2 separate regions of the Bombyx mori genome follow, and region 2 is linked to region 1. A link is a contact called in public Hi-C data. All regions are on one chromosome and are shown on one strand. The core of a region is the stretch at or near the end of the contact, and the rest is flanking DNA. Distances in the headings are between cores, read along the strand shown.

Region 1 (5,174 bases), core at 960-3,459:
AGATAGGTTTGTATATTTTTTTCATTGCATAGGTGGAGTGGACGAGCCCACTTGGTTTTCAGTGGTTACCAGACATCAACAAACCACCCAACAAACCGAAATGCATTACTGCTTCTCGGCATAAATAGGCTAGGTGTTGTTAGCATCTACCCATGTGGCCTCACAACAGGCCCTACCCACCATTAGAAACTGTTAAGATAGGCGATGATCATTAACCGTGCTTACATAGTGTTGTTTGGTTCAAATTGATAATTACTGCATACGTCAGTCGCATGACGACACCAACTCGCATTACTCATGTACTATATAGAAATCTGTTTGTTAATTAAACCTAATAAAGAAAATTTAAGTCTTGAATAAAGTTTCTACTGTTTCGATTCACGTCCCAACAGAATCAAACACTCAACATGAATACTTGAATAGAATATCCTCTGTCACATTTTAATTATCGTAAAACATTTAAGTACTGGTATGTGTGTTTTAAATTTACATTAATATTCAGTATGGCTGAATTTTATATTTGGAATCTAGCGACCCGCCCTCGCTTCGCTTCGGAAACGTTAAATTTAATTATTGATAGCCGAGTCCCACGGTGCTACCCGCGGTTATTGTCGTAACGCGTGTGAAGCCGCGGGGCGAATCTAGTCTAAAAATGTGTTACTCCTTATATTAGCCTGTCTAAAAATGTGTTACTCCTTATATTAGCCTAAGTAACTAAGTACTTATATCATCAGCTATCTATCAGTGAAAGTCTCGTCAAAATCGGTCCACCCATTCTAAAGATTAGCCGGAACAAACAGACAGACAAACAAATTTTTTTAAAAATGTTATTTTATCAAAAATTTAAAAGAAATGTCATATGCATGTAGTAAAAAGCGGTTATTTCAATATGAGAAACAGACACTCCAATTTTATTTATATGTATAGATAATAATACTACTGCAGTGTGCTCACTAGGAAGGACTTGGATACGCTTATCCAAGTCTTTCCTTCCTTTTACGGTAAGCAGCGGTTTGCCTCTACCCCTGGCATTGCTGATGTCCATGAGCGACGGTAACTCGACGTAAACTCCATCATCAGGTGGGCCGTATGCTCGTCTCCCTATACGGCAATAAAAAAAATTCCTTCAAACTTCTAAACCACGTGCCAACAAACGCCTAACCTTTTAATACATTGAAGTATTCGCTAAAATCTATATTTTATTATGAAATATCGTAGGACAATGTTGACATTCAAGCATGATATCGGATTCAAGGCGGATACTCAATTACGTTAAATGGTATAATGTTGAGAAGTGTACTTGAGAGGCGAGTCCTGAGTGTGCATTACCTAGACTCACTAGTGTATACTATGTAATATAATATAGGTATTATGTAGTTATGATTTAGTATCGATCGACGGAGGACTTCTGCTGTCATTAAAAGCTATGGGATCTTTTGATTATGTCACGTAGCATTGTCAATTTTCTTTTGATAAAACTTTACATGTTTGAAGACTTCTTTAAATCAATAACTGCCGGCCTGACTCGGTTTCGCTTAGGTAATTCAAGATTCTACTGAAAGTAAATTGCAGTATTTATGAATGTATTATTTATAGTATGGCAATATGGTCGATGATTTGTTTTTTTTTTTCATAGCTATGCTGATAGCCTTGAGAGGCTACTTCAGATTCAAACCGGAGTGTTGCTAACACTGGCCCTAGCAAGAGCAGTGCTTCGCAGAATCTACCACCGGATCGGAAACGCGACCCACTGAGAAGATCCGGCGAGAAACTCAGTCGGCTGTGTCTATGGGTTAATTCGCACGTCGAGCCCTTCGTCGCAAGCTACGGGTTCGACGAGGACGGTGACTTGTGGTACCTAAAAGTACTGTTAATGGATCGGGAGGATATGTGTTGATTTGTAATGTTTCCTTCAGGACAAATGCGAAACAGGTTCTCTGTCTACACTATTATTTCGTTTGAAAAAAGTACCTTAGTAGTACCCGAACACGAAACATCAAAAACTCGACCCAGTCGCAAACTCAATGTGTGCCGGCTACAACAGATCATAGATTGTCTGCATATACAGTTCGAAACGTCAGCAAATGACGCGAGTGAGTCTACGTCACGCGCTCAGCTGATCGTGCGACTCGCTGCGGTGTAAACAAATCATAGTAAAGCTCCCACGCTTGTCCGACGCCCCACTATCGTTATATCAACAACTACCAGTCACCGAGACTACAAGCCGCATTTATCAAACGGCATTAACTCTATCGTAATGCAGACAGACGGTCATACGCCTCAGTTTCACATATCAACTTTACTTAAGTAAAAACAATTTTACGATTTAATCTCCCGTTTGTTCGTTTTACATTTCCGACGCTTTAAAATTTTTAATAGGGTTAGTGATCACTGATAACTAACCGGGCGATTGTATGTTTTTAAAAAACAGAAAGTACAACTCAACATTCTCAAAATCTTTCGTATTTTTTTTTGTTTTTCAATATAGGTACATATGTATTATGTACATTTCATACCCGATTATTGAATCGTGTTTTTGTTTTAAATACATATCAAATCATATCGACGAAACTATAGATGACCTCGTAATGAACTTGAAATCATCCGCTATCATTTATCATTTCTTTTGACGGCGTATTTATCGTCTTTCACGATGACCGCGTGTGCGCACAAAATAAATCCTTTAGCACAGTTGATATTATAGATCATATTCGTAAACATACGAATTTGCCATTAAAACTGGTCACGGCCGGCACGATTACCGGTCGTCGGTTAATCCTGAATAAGTACTGGTTAACGAACAGGGTCAACAGCTTCTTGTTATCACCGACCAATATGTTGGCACATAACGCCAACACAAGCGCGTATCTCAGTAGGCCAATATCGCAATGCTGACGTCATAATCCCTCTCGGATAGATTTCGAATTGTTTTGCTCATTTTCGTGTTATTCTTGATTGATCAAATATTTGCTTGAAAATAAATGGTATATAGTTACCAAAACATGAATAGTTTATTTAAAAATGATACGTTTGTCTACGTTTGCCGCTAGGGGCGCTGTTCCAACTGCATACAAACTTGAGTTAACTTTTACGCTATCGAGTACGTTAAAAAACTCGCACTAAGCACACCGGTCCTATCACGATGAAGAAACGAAAGAGTAAAATTTAAAATTAACGATCCGTGTCAGATGGTCGTTGGCTTGTTACCATATCGTTCTCATCACACCGAAGCACCGACCGTGATGGGACGGTGCCGCGAACATCACATTTGCATATTGTATGTTTATACCTGCTATTACACTGATACATACGAAATCCAATTACCAATGAATTACGAAATGTCTAAAAGATATAATTATTTTTTCTAATATCAAACTTAGGTCGTGTTTAAGTAATGTTACCCACAAACACATAATAAACGAAGCATGACGTAGTGTGGGGCAGGATACACCTGCTGTTCTGACCGTCTCCTACGCGCACCTGCTAGACAATATTAAAAAAATTCGATTTTATTACTTTAGCATGACGTGATTCATCTTTGCCCCGACATTTAGGTAATTTTTACTGATGGGTATTGTTATACAAAGCTATACTATCAAGTTATACAAGCTTCGATCGACCTGGTATTTAAAGGTGCCTATAGATATCAAACGAGGTCGAGGCTCAATTGCATTAGAACCTTTATGCTGCCCCCTAAACCAGAACGTAGATTACTTACCAGGACGATCATAAAAATTCGAACGAGACTACAGTACCTTACCATCACACCGCAAACTATAAAATTATTGGGGATCACAATAGGAAATTTTGTTTCAGCAATGTTACGCGCGTGTATTAATCATTGAAAACGGAGCCGGGGAATCCGACCCTAATATTTCATAATCAAAATCATATTTCAGTGTAGGCGGGCGCTAGTGCTGCCCGGGGAAGGCACGATGGCACGTTCGCAAGAAATATTGCCAGTTCGGCGGCACACTACGCAAACCGGGATATCTCCCATCTCCAGACCGGCCTAGGCCCTTGTGCGGATATCGCCGCGCACGCGGCACGGCTCCGCTCTTTGGGAAATTGCGTACACAGCAAACAAAGAAATTGCACGTCTAGATAAGGAACCGGAGCGAATCGCGTTTATGAACGCCCCTCGGCGTCGTCCATCCGCTACTCTGTGAACGCCGAATCGTTAGCGTTTCGTTTAGTTCCCCCTTTCGTAAATGTCACAGTGAAAACGATTTTAATTTCAAATAAAATTTTAATGATTTACGAGAGTATGTATCACAACGTTTTTTTTTAATAAAACACAATTCATCAAATATATTTTAAAGACTAACCCAAATTGCAACATCAATTCATCATATCTTCATATCTGTACATCCCATGAAACAATACAATTGTTTTATGTTATCCTCTTCTTCGTATGTCTTGCGAAGGGTCGTAAGTAATGCGGGAAAAGCTCGATTCAAGTTTCATAATCCGCAAGCCGCTGCCCGTCAGAGATAGGGCGGTTTTCGACGAGGGTTCGTTCGGACGGGAGGCCGTTCAAAGAGAGGCTTAGGCCCAGTCGCCACAAAAGAATGGTAACGGCAGTTTCGGCGTGCGAACCCGAAACGTAAATGGGCGGAGCATGCGCGTCGGTCAACCGATAAACCGCGCCAGCCCGGGTCGGCCAATAAATATTTACTTTCATATATTTGATTGTTAAAATACGAGGTCATCGTAACGCAGTTGTGTGCAGTCCCAGTGAGCACGTTGACCTAAACAAATTAATTCGAGTCAACGCACCGTGGATAATCGATATTCATGCAAATGATTGCTTTAATAATTAACTTTATGTGCAAACATTAATACAAAGTTCCAATACATTACGGGAGCAGTCGATTGGATTCCCGGAGGGTGCGAATACTCGATGAAATCACTCGAGCCGAAATACGTCGTCTTCCACGACGTGGCGAACCCTCCTCCTTCGAAAATATCAGAGAGCAAGGAATTTTGGGACTTTGAGTGACGTGGCTGCTTCGCTCGACGGGTTTTGAGGGAGATTCTTATGCCAAATATATATTATGTATTTAAGTTGGTAATGGTTACGCGGTGGTCTCATTAGTGAAGTACGACAATGAATCTTGAAACTAGCGACATTGAACCTTTTGTCCGTGTTCAACCGCTTCAGAAAATTTATT
Region 2 (5,174 bases), core at 1,354-3,853, 51 kb after region 1:
ATTAGTCAGTTTATAAATAGCTCGTCACATATATCTGAAAAACACTTTTGCAATATCACTAATAACAATGGACGTTTCGCTACGTTACTGATTACTTAACTCATTTCACGCTATGCGATTACAAACAAGGGAGAGTTTGAAGCACATTGAAGAAACCTCAATTTTACTCATACAAATATAATGTAAATTTAAATGTCATCATCATTATAATATCCAAGGAGAAAAAAATAGTTTCGGTTGGAAAAAAATTTCAAAAGTCGTCTCTCGAGATCCGGGTAACTTCAGTTGAGATTAAAGAAATCCTCATTTGTATTCAACGGACGGGAATGGAGTGCTAGAACGGGGCAGACAGTGTTTTAGGGTTCGCAGTCAGCGATCGACGTGGTCTCGAAATAATCAGGCGCGCTTCCCCTCATCGCGGTCGTTCACACACAATCGACGAGGCAAGCGCCATCAGGACCCTACCTACGCAACGCAAGTCGACATAAAACGCCCGTCCGTACCTAGCCCCTATTGTACGTTTGAAGACCATGAACCAACCCTACAGATAACATTTTCATCTCTATTCTCATACGTTTAAGAAGCACTTTCGTACGCAGCTGCATGGCACGATTCACCGCATCCGTTAACAGTTATATTTAACTGAAAAATATCGTAACTACACAGCAATAAGGTGCAATATTAACTGTAACGAAAGAAAAACCTGCGAACGCGATGTGCATCGACGAGGACCGCGATTGTGAATATTGAAAATAGTTCTTATTGCCATTAGTCTAAATTGAATTCAGTTTGTTTTGAAGAACTTAACACCACGTGTTTACAAAAGTCGACCGACGCATACTTACTAGGCTGGGATGTTAACTTTAAAAACTTTTCCGAAATAATATTATCTCTTGACTTAGTTTCTGCACTTTATCGTAAGTGCAAAAGCTTTTACTATAAAAACGATATCCATTGTTAGAAATGTTGGAATAATACCATAAAAGAGATGGTAAAATGGAATCGGAGCTTTCTCTGGTATTAACGAGCAGTTCGTGTTCCGAGGCTGTAAAAGCGGGTGCTCGGATGACGCTGTGGGGCGACCGGTAATAAATGCTTAGAGAACATTTACTTTTTACATCTTGAATTTGACCTTACACGATTATTATTTTTCTGAAAATTCTCTGAGTGATTAAACAAAGGAACTTAACTTTTTTGCTTCGTGTATTTTTAATAAATCACAAATTTGAAAAGCAAATGGTATATAAATATTTTTTGTGTAATGAGTATGTAATAATTTGTATTAATTGTTGATCTATAAATTTTACAGAAATGTAAAAAATATATTTTACTTATTTGTGACTACTTCAATATGTAAGGTTTGTTGTGTTTTGTGTAAATAACTTAATACTTAATCTTAGAAATTTTTTTTATTTAATTGTAAATATACAATATTATTAGGCTCTGTTTTAATTGTTTTGTTCATCTATATAACACGATTGCTTTATAAATAAGTAAGTAGCGATATGAAGAGAATAGTTTTGAATCATATAAATTTATTTTTAACTTCAATCAAAAATAGTTTATCATAATAAAGAACCATGATTATTGATAGGAAAAGTCAACATTTGGAAAGAGATTCGTTTACGCATAATATACTGGATCTCTAGCTAATACGTTTTGTTATTTTAAAGTTGTTTATTATCAAACAATAAGGTTTATTAGGCTATAAATGAAGCCGAAGCTGCTTTTTTGTTTCCGTTTTTATTTACTAAAAATGGGCTTAACTCATACACGATTTTTTTAAAGTTTCCAAATTAAATTTAGCCTGAGAATTAATTTAGTTTCGAGAATACATATTGAAAAATCTCAATATTATATAAGCACAGGAAATGTTTATGTTGTATGTACCTACCTATCAGCAGAATATGCGACCAAACTTTTTTGAAGATAAAAACTTGAAATTAATAGAGAATTTTCTTGATAAATTAACGATGTTTATTATAGTAAGTATTATTTGTATTCTCGTGATATGTCAACTGAAAGTAAATTTATAAACAAACTAGTACTAACCATACAACGCCGAAGGCACCATAGCCGATGGGCCGGTCAGGCTGAACATCAGTCGGAATAGCCGGCGATTGATAGTAGGGCGCCGCTGCCGCCAGGATGGCGCCCTGGGGCGCACTCTGCGTACTGCCCTGCATCAGGGACATCGACACACTCATGGAAACGCGAGAGTGCCGCGCGGGACCGCTAACTGCCGCCATCCAACCGCTCAGCGGCGAGGTGTCACCGCAGACTCATCAGGCGAACCACTGCCTCGACTTTAACTCTATCACCAGAACTTGACTCCCGAGGGAAACGCGGAAATATCACTGCTTACTTTTTTATTATTCATGCTCGAACGACTCTGCAGGGATCACTAAACAACACTCGTGGAATTCAGAAACACTTTTTTAATTCACCAGTTACTTTTACGTGTTCGTTTGAATTTGATAAAGATTAACTGATGAGTCTGGCTCTTACTTCTTTCTGGACAAAGAAAGATACCGTGAATTACGGATTACAGTTAACCTAACCAACGTCTACACGCCACGCCGATTGAGCGAAACTGAAAATGAGGTGGGGGGCGGAAAGACCGGCAGTAATGATGCGTGAGCGAGACAGCAAAAGAACATGGCGCCGATGTCAAGAACAGCTGGGCTTGAATGACCATAATTAGATGTAAAGTTATATATTGTTAAATCACTACTAGACTATTTATGAGAGCATTGTAGTAACGATCACTTAAAAAGTGGTACCATTTTTTCACTACTGAGGAAAATATGATTACATTTCGTGATCTTAAAATTATGTGCACTTTATTGTTGTTCGACTCTACTCAGATTTATTTTCTTAAATTAGTTAAGCAAAAAAATTATTTTACAAGGATCTGCGTGTTTATTTTGTTGTCTATAATTTTTAGATCAAATTATCGAATCTTATATAATAAATGTAGGCATCCATAACAAAAAATTTAAATACAATTTGTAAGATTCCGATAACGCATTTCCGACTTTATTATGCCTATGATTTAGATCTTTTTATGTAATTTATTACGATCTATCAGTGTATCAGAATTTCAACGAGTAGGCTCTACTAGTATTCGTAAATAAAGCCAAAAATGGACTTTAAATTCATAATATTTAAATTTAATTAAAATCTATATCTATTATCTGTCTTCTATCTCTATATATAAAAATGAATTGCTGTTCGTTGTCTCGCTAAAACTCGAGAACGGCTGGACCGATTTGGCTAATTTTGGTGTTGAATTATTTGTGGAAGTCCAGGGAAGGTTTAAAATGTTCGGAATTAAATAAAAATAACAATTTCCCTTCGATGTGTCCCCCGTCGGACGATTCCTTTTGTTTGTTTTAAGTTTATTTTATACAAAAGCTTAGGCCTTTTATTTATCGGTTGAGGCACTACGAATTTTGCCGGGTCAGCTAGTCTTAAATAGATATTGAATAAATGCTAACTTTCTATTTACTATCTATGCGATTGTATAGTATTTTATATGTATAATAGCCGGCAAACTTCTTGAGCATTTGTCGACGTAGTGGGGGTAAGTTCGCGCATGGTACACTCACGTGCAGAAACAATATTTACTCTGCGTCATAATGCTATTAAATTATTAAAATCAACACATTATGTATTTAATATAGGTTAATAATTGTAATAATTTAATCTTGGGGTAAAATAGATATTCCTTCTATTAAGTCAAAACTAGAGCTGTTGCCAGGTCTTGGTTCAGTTGAAGCGAAGTTGGTATTTGTAATTTTTTTTTCGTTATCATAATCTTAACCAGCATCATCATCAATGTTTTCATCACCCGAGTCGCTATCATCGTGATGAGTCGACATAGGGCTCATCGGTGTAGTTTACAACTCGGTCGGTTCGGTCTTCTTTTTTGTCTATAATTAATTATTTTTTGAAGATATTCGATTCGTAGTAATCGAATGTAACTTTTTTCAATTACCAGCTTCCGATTACTTTCTGTTTTTTTTTTCATCATTCTTCATTCCGAGCCATTAAAATTTATATCTTCTTTAAATTTTTCGAAGCCTTTCTACGATACGGAGTTTCGCTGCTCGTTATGTAGTTATTATGATTACATCTTTTTATTACAGATTGAACGAAACTATCCATTCCGGTAACTTTCTTCTTCCCTGATCTTTTCTTACCCGAAGTCCGAAATACGGCGAGCAAGCCAGAGTCTTTAGCTTCGTTAATAATGCACCTAGCAGTACTCACTGATGTTTTTCTTGCTTCCGAAGTCTGTTTTACTTTTTCCATATCATTCTTCTCCTGTTTTATAATGAAGCAATATACGTCGTACACAAATTTTCTTTTGAATACTACGCCATAGTGTATTTTTTATAAAAAATCAACAAACATTCAACATATAGCAATGGCAACAAAGTCAACAAGCAATTATAACAAATAACTTAACGATTAATAACGATAGACTTTTTGCTGTACGCAAGCGTACTTTTGGGAGCAAGCGGAACGAGGGCGCGGTGCGGGGCGCAAGGTTCGACTGATCTACCAATAACGTGCTCGATACGATTTCCCCTGCCGTCGCGCCTCACCCTCACCACCAAAGTGATCTAAAATTAGGTTCTGCGCAGTCAAGGTCATTTGCTCACGAAGTTTGCCGGTTACTATAATTACGTGGCTTTATTTTATCTATAATTACGACTCCGGACTACTCAGAGAACTGCTTAATAGGCAGCAGCTTACATGGTAAGCAGTGCCTTAGCTGTGTCCCTGGCATTGCTGACGTTCATGAGTGACGATAATCACTCACCATCAGGTGGGTCGTCGTGGTATGCTCGTCTGCCTACAAGGGCATTTAAAAAAACTTTTGTCTTTCTCATCATCGGTTTGTAGCATTAACCTTTTTTTTATCTAAGACTTCGTCTATGGAAATAATCCTTAATAAGTTCTCCCTTAATTCCTAACTGCAACGCTGGTATGGCGTTTTGGGAACACGCATTATTACTTTCGTACCTGTTACGAAACAACCATGCGTTGCGGTTTTGAAGAATAGAATAACCGTTATTAAAACATCAAGGTAATCGATGTTAAGGTGTTAATATTACTCGTAACTGTTTCACTTCTGGTAGAATGTTAGGTCGTCTGCTATAAGT

The links. Hi-C and Micro-C count contacts between places; a contact is called where the count stands out from the background.
Region 2: a Hi-C map of whole pupa shows a contact between it and region 1, with 2.0 times the contacts expected there. The contact joins the promoter of LOC101737550 here to the enhancer-like site in region 1. A contact is called at or near these places in 2 of 7 Hi-C or Micro-C datasets (both in whole pupa).

The regions. Positions count from the first base shown.
Region 1 is chr10:3,830,687-3,835,860 of ASM3026992v2, forward strand. The region is part of intron 1 of LOC101737550 (serine/threonine-protein kinase NLK); the gene reads right to left. Among protein-coding and RNA genes, the nearest start is that of LOC101737550, 51 kb to the right of the region's middle. Within about 2 kb of position 2,210, at least 8 of the 8 cell types and tissues checked have open chromatin away from gene starts, as enhancers often do.
Region 2 is chr10:3,881,610-3,886,783 of ASM3026992v2, forward strand. LOC101737550 (serine/threonine-protein kinase NLK) reads right to left here and starts at 2,604. Exons shown (of 10, transcript XM_038013338.2): 1 at 2,053-2,604. The coding sequence starts at 2,249.